3 separate regions of the Sus scrofa genome follow, and all the other regions are linked to region 1. Evidence: chromatin contacts called from public Hi-C and HiChIP or PLAC-seq data. All regions are on one chromosome and are shown on one strand. The core of a region is the stretch at or near the end of the contact, and the rest is flanking DNA. Distances in the headings are between cores, read along the strand shown. Region 1 overlaps LOC106504343 (a long non-coding RNA gene). Region 2 overlaps LOC100512907 (a long non-coding RNA gene). Region 3 overlaps LOC102160563 (a long non-coding RNA gene).

Region 1 (3,795 bases), core at 844-3,343:
CCCTAACATTTTGAGAATTCCCAAATCTCCAGAACATTTAAATTTCCGTAGACCCATTAACACATTATAACCAAATGCTATATACACGGATGCCTAGATTTGATTATCTTCCAGTATAAATCAAGCCACTTCAAATTGTTTAAACTCCCCTCTTTACTGCACAGAACATAACTTCTGTAAGTAGGATGAAACTCTTCAGTATGAATTGATCCTAATGAGAGAACAACACGGTCTTGAATTTTCCCCAGCCATGTTTTCTACAACCCTTCTATTGGTAGTTCTAACATATGAATTGGACTTGTAGTGAAGAAAAAAAACACAGATAAAAAAGGCCAAAGGGATTAGTGATATCTTTCATGTACCAAAGGACTATGCTTTCAAGTGCTACCTAACACATAGTTGCCTCACTATAATCAGATTTCTTCCTCAAAAATCACCACGTTAGGGAAAAATATCATTCCCACCCCTCCATCAACCCTAACATTTATGCATGTGCTTTCCTCCTATAGTTAAATGTCAGTCTTATTCTGTGATGTGTACCAGTGACCATGATGTTTCTATCTGAGAATGCCAGCTGAGGAATGACAAGAAGGGAGAATGTAAGATTTGACCAAAATAAATCATAATTGCATTGTCTCAGTTTGGACTTTTCTAAATCTAGAAATGTTTAGTATTCATGAAAAGTCATAATTGCCACGAAATTCTTTGTTTTCACAAGAATAATACATGAACACTTCAAATCAAAATTGAAGGAAATAGGAGTTCCCCTTGTGTCTCAGAGGTAACAAGCCCAACTAGTATCTGTGAGGATACAGGCTCCATCCTTGGCCCCGCTCAGTAGGATAAAGGCTCCAGCATTGCTGTGAGCTGTGGTGTAGGTCACAGACATGGCTCAGATCCCACATTGCTGTGGCTGTGGCGTAGGCCAGCAGCTGCAGCTCTGATTCAACCCTTAGTCTGGGAACTTCCATTCGCTCTGTGTGCAGCCCTTGAAAAAAAAAAAAAAAAGAAAGAAAGAAAAACAAAATTGAAGGAAACAGAAAAGACTAGAATGAAGAAAGATTATTAAAGGGTAGAATGAGAGAACTGTTGTGCTTTTGTTTTGTTTTATATCTATGTCTAAGCAGAAAATATAGCCCCTTTGAGTACATGTGATGGCACCAAGAACCTTGCCTTTTTCCAGCAGCCTTCAAGGGGTGACAGGGAGAAGGAGGGATCTGCTTGACATGGAAGATTGCTTTATTACTGACATTGTTTAAAATTGCCAGTATAGGATGATGATAAACAGACCTATTTTTCGTAAGCTTTCCTATGTTTTTTTAATTCTCTACAGACGATGTTACCCCCATATCGCCTGCACAGGGATAGCCCACTCCCCCTAATCTCCCCACCATGTGCCACTGCCTATGTAGTGCTAGAAGAAGTCAGGACCTCAATATAATGTTCCAAGATTACGTGAACAAGCAGGTCTGCATCTTCTGTATTATACAGGAGGACCCAAGGGAAACACATACAACAAAAGGGCCCAGTATAGGTAACAACTTAAAGGAATGGAATTCTCTAACATTATATATACACACACACACATATATATACACACACATACATATATATAATATACACACACATATCAATATAGATATATACACACACATATATATACACACATGCTATATATATATATATATATATATGTTTTGAAAGGCCTTTAGAAATCATTTTCCATTGGAAATTTTAAAGTAAATGTCCTAGTATTCTGGCATTTTCATATACGTCTCACTATTATTGAGTCTGCTTTATGTCAGAATCTAGAATATATGGAAACATCATTGGCAAAGGGTAGCGGGCAAAGTTAATTGCTTATTTCTCTTAGCAGAATGATTCATAGAATTTAGAGAGAGAGAATGTGAACATAGCAACACCCCCAGCCCCACGTACTGTTTCTGACCAAAATTAATGAGTTGTGATCAAGTTGGATAAATGAGTAGCTAGCTAATTTAAAAAAAAAAAAAAAGTTTTCACTGTTCCTTCCAAGTTGGAAAATGCATGTACTTAAAGTTCACTGACTCTATCCAAGAAACTGTCAGCCAGGATTATCGGCATGGCCTCTCAAGACTTGACCCATTGCCCGGGAGTCCCATGCATGACCTTGATCTCCGTGGTAAAACAACATCTATAAATAATGCATTAAGCATTTTCACATGCAGGCTGAGTAACATTCTTCATATATGCTCATGAAATCACACTGTTCCTCATGATGGTGCTTCACTTTTCTGTGCAATAACCTTTAAAAGGTTATTACTTGCTTGCTTTAAAATGAGAGCATGTTACCTATGAATTCCAATATAAAGCCTAGGGCTGTGAACTGTGAGAGGGAAAGAATAACACTTCCGTAACATCAAGTTAAATGTTTGACAATTGTGTTTTGATAAAAACATTTTAACTTTTTACTATTTTATGTGCAAAATGAATTAGTGGAATCAGAGCAGAGCCACTTCTCATGTAATTATTCTCAGACAGTTGGTTCCCCCTTAGTAAAATATTCTGGGGCTCTGGATTAGCTGACCAGAAACTGAATTTGTCTGTCTCCAAATCCTCAGCAGATCCCCAGATTTACACAAACACAATGAAAGGGGGTCCTCATTGTTCATGAGCTTTTGCTTTGGTTTTGTTTTCCTTCCAATCATTCTACTCACTGTTAATGGGCAATACACATAGGGCTCTGAGCTTGCATTTGATGGTTTCTGTCTAGAAAATCCAGGTTAATGTTGCATAAAAGCACAGCCAATCTGCTGGAAGAAGCATAGGATTTGAGAAAACATAAGCAACTGGCCTGGCTGAATTCTTTTTTCTCAGAAATACACTTTTACTTTCTCACAGAAACTTAGATATTTGGCCCAACACATTTCCTTTTTGTAATTAAGCTAGATCTGAAAAACAGTAACAAAGAAGCAAACCAGAGGATCCCCGCCCCCACCCCTCAAACCCTCCCCCAATGTCTGAGTTTTCAATATCGTTTAACATATTTTTTTTCCTTACCAGCTCTAATTGTATATCAGCTTTTCTGAATGAACCTTGTACAAAATGAATGTATTTTATTTGCATGTTTTATTTCATATTATTTTGGACAAGAAAAGGTTGTGTGTGGGGGCAGGGGAGATGGAAAATGGACTCCCAAACTGGGGTGTGACTGCCATCTAGTGTGATGCACTGTAACCCAGAAGGGAAGAAAAAGAGTATCTGTGTGATAATCCCGTTTAAAACTGCAGAGGTTAGAGGGAGGGAGGAGACCACTGCTCAGAAGAAATATCCCCCACACCAGTGCATTCACCATGTAATGAATTCCTTTGCTACAAAAGCATTAGTATGTGCTTGAACAATACAAAGTAGTCTATTTCTTCTAGCAAAATGGAAAAACTCTGGCCAATTTTAAAACCAAGTTCTTTATGAGAAGGCACGTCCTAACTGTTGTTAAGCAGCGGGGGTGTTTATTAAAGGGAAAAATGTCCACATCCTTTGAAAACAGTCCAGATACTCACATGTCCACAGCTTTCTGTAAGGATGGCACATTTGCACACAGCTAGGCAGACAGTTTTGATGGCACTTTAGTTTCCTTTCAAGCCCTCTGATTATATGAAATGAAAATAATGTTTGTCACTCATGCCCATAAGCAATTCACAATGCATTTGTTGCTGACAGATATATGACACTGGTGAAGACTCACTGCACAGGATCCTAAAAGTTAAACCTAACCACAAAACATAGACATGATACATAAAACCCTGGCTAAATATT
Region 2 (3,638 bases), core at 499-2,998, 1.1 Mb before region 1:
CACTCTGTGTTAGTTATTAACAGAAGTAAGCCAAAATTGTTATTTTTTCTCCTGATTCAATGGATGATGTGCTCAGAGGATTGGGAATAGACCAGTCTACTTAAATAGATAATAGGGTGTCTTTACTGGTAGCAGATGCATGTTAAGAGATAAGGAGGCATCCTCAGTCTTGGACAGAGGATTGTCCAGACCACAGGGACAGGGGTTCTTGTCCCCTGTCTGACATCAAGAACATGGTGGTTTGGTCGGATTCGTCTCCTGGCAGGTTGCCCAATGGACTGGAATGAAAAGAGGAAAACCAGAGAGAGGATGGTTGAGTATGAGTGTGTGAATGCAGGAGCGTGGACTCCAGAGGAGTGGAGAGGAAATCTGAAATTCAAGAGTTGTTTGTAAGGAAAGAAGCCATAAAACTTGGGAGTTCATAGAGGATGGTGGCCAGGAGAGAGTGCAGAAGTGACTGCTGGGTTTCTTCCTTAGATATCTTTCGAATATCCAAATTGGGAGAAGGTTGGCTTCGACTGGAAAAAATATAGATGTAATACTAGACAATGGGCGCTCCACGATGGCAGGGACCTTGCCCATGTTTGCTCCTGGATCCCCAGTGTCTAGGACAGTCCCTGACACATGCTTGCAACCGGAGACTGATACGTGCGTCTTGAATGAATGGATGGTTACTTACCTTGATATCTAGGGTTGAGTAAGGCAAGTTGGAGACAATTCTCACCCCTTGTTTACTGATTCTCAGGTTCTGGTTAGCTGGCACGATCACATTTTCTAAAGAAGCATACCTCTCACATCCTGGACAGGCTATTCCAAATAGGCAACTCATTTAATTCCCAGATGAGTGATGGTATCTACAAGGCCTGAAGGCCATGTCTCTCTTAGGTGCCTTAATGTAACTAGCAGAACATACCTGGCAGTGCAGCACCTCTGCAGAGAGGTGCTCCAGAAAGCGGTTGTTTGTTCTTGCCCTGCTGAGAAGCAGCACTATCCGTGTGGCTTAAGGGCTCTAGCTGCAGCCGTGAGTAGCGCTAGAAAAATAGCACTACCATTTGCCAGCGTGAGATGCCAAACTGCAAATAAGAGGCATGTTAATTCAATGAAGCAGAAACATTTTGCTTGGTTTTAATGCTTACTTGCGGGAGAACTTTATTGTGTTTGTGTGCCTTTAAATAAGAAATTGCGTATTTTGAAAATCATGAAAACCGTCTCGTCTCTTCTCCCTACAAAGGGGCAAGCTCTTCCCACTTGGGTGAATATTGCCTGCGCCACTCGCCGAAGAAAGGGAGCGGTCTTGGCAAGCATCTTATTAGTCTAAAAATAAATTATTCAGAATGCAGGTTCAGATACAGATTGCAGGGCGAGATAATAGAATTGGTTTTCCAAGCCTGATCATGCTATGAAGACATGGTGTGTGCTTTTCAGGAATCCGCTTAAGTGGAATCAGCTTTGACTAATACAAACTAGAAATAATATTGCTGCCATCCAGCTAGTGTCTGTGGTACAGCATCCTCAAAATGTCTCCAAGCACCCATGATCTCTTTAGTCTATGTGCGTGTGCATATATGAAAGTCTGGATGCATTTCTTCAGAGATGCCTTTTACTCATTGTTCTTTTAAGGAAATTTCTTCCTGGCAGCACGAGAGGGGCATGTCTCACTTAAGATTTGTCTCCCTCCTACTCCCCCTTGCCTCGGCAACATAGTTGACCACATCAGCAGCCGACTCCAGTTGTCATGTGGCTTCTCATGTGATGCTGGGTCTGCAGCACTTTGGAGCAAAAGCCTTTGTGGCTCGGCACTCATGGACAGTAGCGTTCAGGGACAGAGGCGATTTTGGAGGGGGTGGGGAGGCCAATAACCCGAGAAACGTCAAAAATAAAAGTCGCATGAAGTACTCTGATCTATGTAATTTTTTTTTTTTTGAAATTTGATTTTAACTCTTGCTTTTTTTTTTTTTTTTTTTTATGGTTTGTGTCTGTTTTTTTTCCACCCCCGCAGGCGCCGAGCTGCGCTGTTTTTGTGTTTCTTTCTTTCTTTCCTTTTTTTTTTTTTTTTTTTTTTTTTAAATACCGAAGCAGACCGTCTTTCCTCACAGCTCCAGGGCTGCATCGCTGTGGGCGCGCCAAGCTTCCCCTGGTTACCTGAGCTGCTCCTGCTGCCTCCCAGCCCCAGCTTCGCCACGGTCACCTGAACCCGGCATTGCTGGTCTACGCAGTGCAGAAGAAGGACCTGCTGCTGGAGCTGTGGCCGGGGCCCCCTCACAGCCGGACAAGGGGACTTGGAAGACAGGGTGATGCTGCAGAAGACCCGGGGTGGGACGCATGGGAAGAACGCCAAGGACCGGGGCAGGGGAAGTTAGGAATACTTTCCATCCAGTGCCCACTGGTCCTCTGAAGGGCAAGGGCAGGCCACAGCCCCTTCCTTGCGCCCCCAGCTGGGGCTGCTCCCAGGGATCAGTCTTGATGAGATGTGGTGGCATTTTACCTGGGAGTGGAGCTGACGATGGATAAACCAGGTATCTGACGTGTCTGCCTGCCCGAGGAAGAGGCAGAGTTGGAGAAAGGCAGAGCGAGGGAGCGCCTGAGAAGAAAGAGGAGATGCAGAACGCCGTTTGATCATCTGCCGCTCGCCCTGCATTCTCATTCTAGGAGGATGGCATAATTTACAACCCAGTACATGGATGGAGGAACTGTAAATTGTAGTCTGGATGTCCCCGGTGCTGTCAAGGAAGAAACTGATGGGCTAGGTGACTGTACCAGTGTCCCCAGAGGAAAGAGCAGCCTTGCAGCATGGATTTAAATGCATGTGCATGCATGTAGAGACATGAAAAAAGAGATTTCTGACCATTTTACACAGGAAGTCTGTCACTTGGCTGGATTGGGCTTGATTGCAGCTTGTATTTTCAGCTTCAGCTCAACACCCATTTCCTGACTAGCCAGAGAGAATGGCCAAAGCAGCTGCATGCAGAATTTTCTTGTTAATGTGCAAGCAACCCTCCTCAGCTTTAACTCCTTGAAGTTCTGAGTGCTCTGTGCTTCTCTAGGACTGATTGTAGGGTTTTGTTTTCTTCTTCTACAGATCCCTGTAAACACAGCTGTATTCAGTATGGTGAAAAATTCTGTCCTGTAAATAGAAATCTGATCAATTTAATCAAAATAAATGTATCCCAGATGACTTTGAGACCAGCTGGCTACCACAGGCTTCAGATGCTAAATGTTCAATGGAGACGAATGCAGTCTTATATTTACATGTTTTAGAATTCCCGGCTCAGCCTCTAAATTAAGAAAAGGAGTCCTTTGCTCAGGAAGAGATGGTCCTTACGAGCTTGCAGGTAGATGGCTAGATAGAGGTGCGGGATACCGTTGATGAAATTTGGGATTGCGGTGTTGCGTTTGGAGGGCGCGTGCCATGCGGCAAAAAAGAGTCACACTCAGTATAGAGGAAGCGCGGGATCTCCCTTGCTGTGGGGAGATGCACGTGCCCTGGGACAGCCTCTGGAGAGCTTGGGGAGGCGCTTGTTTGGGCTTTAGATGCATGAGCCGTGGCACCCCAAGCCCAGCTTGGTAAAGGAGTCAGCTCCAGTCTGGGGTAGAGGAGCTTTCCCAGTTGTCATGGGGAGCTTGTCTGGGATGCCTGT
Region 3 (3,286 bases), core at 32-2,531, 1.8 Mb before region 1:
ATGCACAGAGAAACATTTCTTTGCCGGCGCCCCCCAACCCCACCCTCACCCCGGTAGGATCGACTCCAGGATTCCTAGAGATAAAAGAGATGAAATAGTGAAACAGGAAGCAGCACAAACATGTCACAAGGTAAATCCTCACAACATGTTACTTGATCTGAGCCTGCTCACTCAGTGTCGCAGAGCCGTCCTGAAGAACCAGGGAAGAGCAGGTGTGAGGCCTGGAAAGTGTGCAGCATGCTCCCTGGGGGAGGCCATCAAGGGCAGCAAGGGAGCCAGCATTAGAGCCCAGGGCCTGGGCAGCCGCTTGGGTTCTCAGACAGGCTCTTTGCATACTTTTGCTGCAGAAAGTTGAACCAAGTTCAAGAAGTTGGTGACTCGGCTAATGGCCTGGAGAATGAGGAACTGGATGGGGTGAAGTGCTCCAGAGGAATGTCTGGCACAGAGTCCTTATTTCCAGAACTTTCCAGTGCTGGCAGGTGTGAGATTGTGCAGTCACGGCGATCCTTGCCAAGGGGATTGAGCGCGAACTGCCGAGCACGGAGGGGAAAGTCCCTTGGTGGGCCGTGTGTGCTGTTAAGGGCAAGTGACAGAAGAGGGTACAATAAACACCAGTTCCAAAAACACTTTGCAGTCCTTGGGACTTGGCCAGTCACAGAGGCAGAGCGTGTTGGCCAGATCTGACGTGTGTGGGGGGGGAGAAAAAGTGATGAGACAAAGCTTGTCTTTTTATAGTGTTCTGTTTGTACCAAGTGACTCATAGCACGAGGTGAAAATATTTGAAAAGACAAGGAAGGGGAAAAAACGTGCTGGTTGATATTCATGAAACTGAAGCTTTTGAGTATCATCTTTCCCCGTCTCTACCTAAAACGTGGTAGGCATCCCAGCCTTCTTTCAAGTCCAGCTAAGTTACACATGCACGAGGTTTTGTTGTAAGCTTTGACCTGAGGTAAAAATCTGCTTCCAAATACTTTTCAGTCCCTGTCTTTAAGAGAAGAAATGGATGGATGTAGCCATGGGTGCCCCAGCTATGGAAGGGGGAAGGAGCCCTGGGTCTGCAGAGAGTCAGGGTCTGAGGACAGAGGTCAGAGGTCAAAGGATGAGCCTGTGACTGAAACATGTACAGTTTGATTTTGAGTTCTAGGGTAAAAGCCTTTTCCCACTCTGCCTCCTTTCTCACCTCTCTTCATTCTGCTCGTTCCTGGCTTGATGACCGCATTATCTCAAGTGAAGTTGTGGTGGAAATCCTGTGAAATAAGTGACCTCAGACAAAATCCCCTCCTGGTCTGGCATTCTGTGGTCAGCAGAGGCAGTCAGGGGTAGTTATTAATTAACCTTTTAGTGCTGGCTGTGTCTGTTGGCCGCAAAACACACAAAGGCCTTGGTATAAAAACAGCAGCCACAAATCACAGCTCAATAATTTCCTGGGTTTATGTGAACAAATATTCAGAAAAATGGAAGGTACTGTGTATTCAATAGCCTTAAAAAAAGAAAAATCAGTCACAAAATTGCTATGGGTAGAAAGTCAGCTCTTTAGAGGGAATTCTAGGACTGGCTCTGGTGCCATTTACGAGGGCAAGTAGCTTTCCTTTTTCCCATACATAAAATGAGGAGGCTGAATTGAAAGATTGCTAGGGTTTCTCTTCTTCTCCTTCTTCAAAAAAAACTTATATGATTTCATGATTCGTCTGCCTCAGGCAGCAGTTTGGGATTACCAGATTGAGCAATATTTGGGACATATTTATTCTAAAAAATCATGCGTTGTTTATCTGAAATTCAGATTTAGCTGGGTGTTCTGTATTGTATCTGGCAACCCTACAAGAGTGAAATTTGTGTTGGGAGGACAGCAGCTGACCCTGGCTCTGCTCCCTTGCCTGGGCAGCAAGGCGGGACCAGTAGAAGGCGCCTGTGGGAACCGGTCCCCTCCCACCCCATCCCAGGCAGCAGAACAGGAGGAGGCTGCCCCGCTCAACTTTGCTCACATCAGGGTCACGGCAAACTCAATTCTCTCCAGATCTTTGTCGGCAGAACAGCTCGAATCTGTATTTAATTTGGCCACCTTTCCAATCAGCACTAAAAACAACAACAACTCAAACAACTCCTTTTCAGTACAAGGAGACAATTTCTTATCTTTCTCTTTGGAGTTAAGTTCTAGCACATAACCAAGGAAGCAGGTCCACTCAACAGAAAATCTTGGACATTGTATGCATTGGAACAAAATTCACTTTGTGAGGATGACGTACCATGCACCTTGGTGAACAGTAAGAGTGCTCTGAATCCAGATGTAGGATATGCCTTCAAAAAAAAAAAAAAAAAAACCAAAAAAATGTGGGATGAGATTTATACGACTATAGCTTTTGAGAACTTATAAAATTTCTTTCTTACATTGTGTGAGTTTATTTTTACAAATAACCCAATGGAAGGGGTACTTTATTTGTTCCATTTTACAGGTAAGGAATTTGGCTTAGAAATGTTGCATTTCTTACTGAAATCTCCCAGAAAGTCAATGAAAGATGGGGCTTGAACTCAGGTCCTTGACCACAGTTCTTTTTCCTTGACCTCCATTTCTCCCCTCTGCTGCCCTGCTATGTGAGGACTCTTTTTCTTGAAGACTCACATATTTTGAAGGTCTCTGTGGGGTTTAGAAAGACAGGTCCAGTGCTTTTTGATGGTTTTGGCTAGTCTGTACTCAGACTCCTTTTGCTTCTTTGTTTGATCGTCTCCAGTAAACCAGGACAGAGGCTTGGAGAGCTGATAAGCATCATTGCAGCAGATGAGGAAACTGTGGCTCAGATGGTTGAAATTAGAGCAGGCAAGGCTTTGCTCACTCCCTCTCCCTCCAGGGATCAGCCGTGCCCAGCCTGGGCAGCTTGGGAAATACTCAGAAAAACTCAAATTCATAGCAGGTGATCAGCAGCTAGATCATTCCCTAGAAATGGCTTAAAGAAACTGATACCCACTCCTGTTCCTCATTTCTGTTGCTGATATGGGAACCCTTCCTGTGTGTGTTTGGTGACTAAGTAATAACTCAATCACCGCTGGTCCAGTTCACTTCTGCGGTCTCCGGAAGGATAGATTAGGCTGGGTTCCAGGCCTTGTTTATGCCAGGAAACTAGAAAATTGATTAGGATTTTCTTCTGCAAGCTCTGCCATGCTGCTCTCAAAAAGTATCAGCTAATGTTAGGGTTTGAATACTAAATAGCATTGCTTTCTTTTACATGAATAGTCTAAAATGTTTTCCTATTATATTTGAAAGTATGTGTTCCCGATTTTATATATTAACTAT

Evidence for each region. Hi-C and Micro-C count contacts between places; a contact is called where the count stands out from the background. HiChIP or PLAC-seq counts read pairs in DNA pulled down with a chosen protein or histone mark.
Region 2: an H3K27ac HiChIP or PLAC-seq map of skeletal muscle shows a contact between it and region 1, with 9 times the contacts expected there. The contact joins two enhancer-like sites. A contact is called at or near these places in 4 of 47 Hi-C or Micro-C datasets (brain, fetal heart ventricle, fetal skeletal muscle and 1 more) and 1 of 2 datasets of contacts at active chromatin or transcription factors (skeletal muscle).
Region 3: a contact with region 1 is called in a Hi-C map of fetal heart ventricle, with 4 times the contacts expected there. The contact joins two enhancer-like sites. A contact is called at or near these places in 1 of 47 Hi-C or Micro-C datasets (fetal heart ventricle) and 1 of 2 datasets of contacts at active chromatin or transcription factors (skeletal muscle).

Annotation. Positions count from the first base shown.
Region 1 is chr7:18,423,033-18,426,827 of Sscrofa11.1, forward strand. All of the region lies in intron 4 of LOC106504343 (a long non-coding RNA gene), which reads right to left. Among named protein-coding and RNA genes, the nearest start is that of NRSN1, 580 kb to the right of the region's middle. Within about 2 kb of position 2,094, at least 10 of the 83 cell types and tissues checked have an H3K27ac peak or open chromatin away from gene starts, as enhancers often do.
Region 2 is chr7:17,347,498-17,351,135 of Sscrofa11.1, forward strand. LOC100512907 (a long non-coding RNA gene) reads left to right here. Exons shown (of 7, transcript XR_002346090.1): 7 at 2,000-3,638. Among named protein-coding and RNA genes, the nearest start is that of PRL, 110 kb to the right of the region's middle. Within about 2 kb of position 1,749, at least 23 of the 83 cell types and tissues checked have an H3K27ac peak or open chromatin away from gene starts, as enhancers often do.
Region 3 is chr7:16,664,465-16,667,750 of Sscrofa11.1, forward strand. The region is part of intron 1 of LOC102160563 (a long non-coding RNA gene); the gene reads left to right. Among named protein-coding and RNA genes, the nearest start is that of SOX4, 220 kb to the right of the region's middle. Within about 2 kb of position 1,282, at least 32 of the 83 cell types and tissues checked have an H3K27ac peak or open chromatin away from gene starts, as enhancers often do.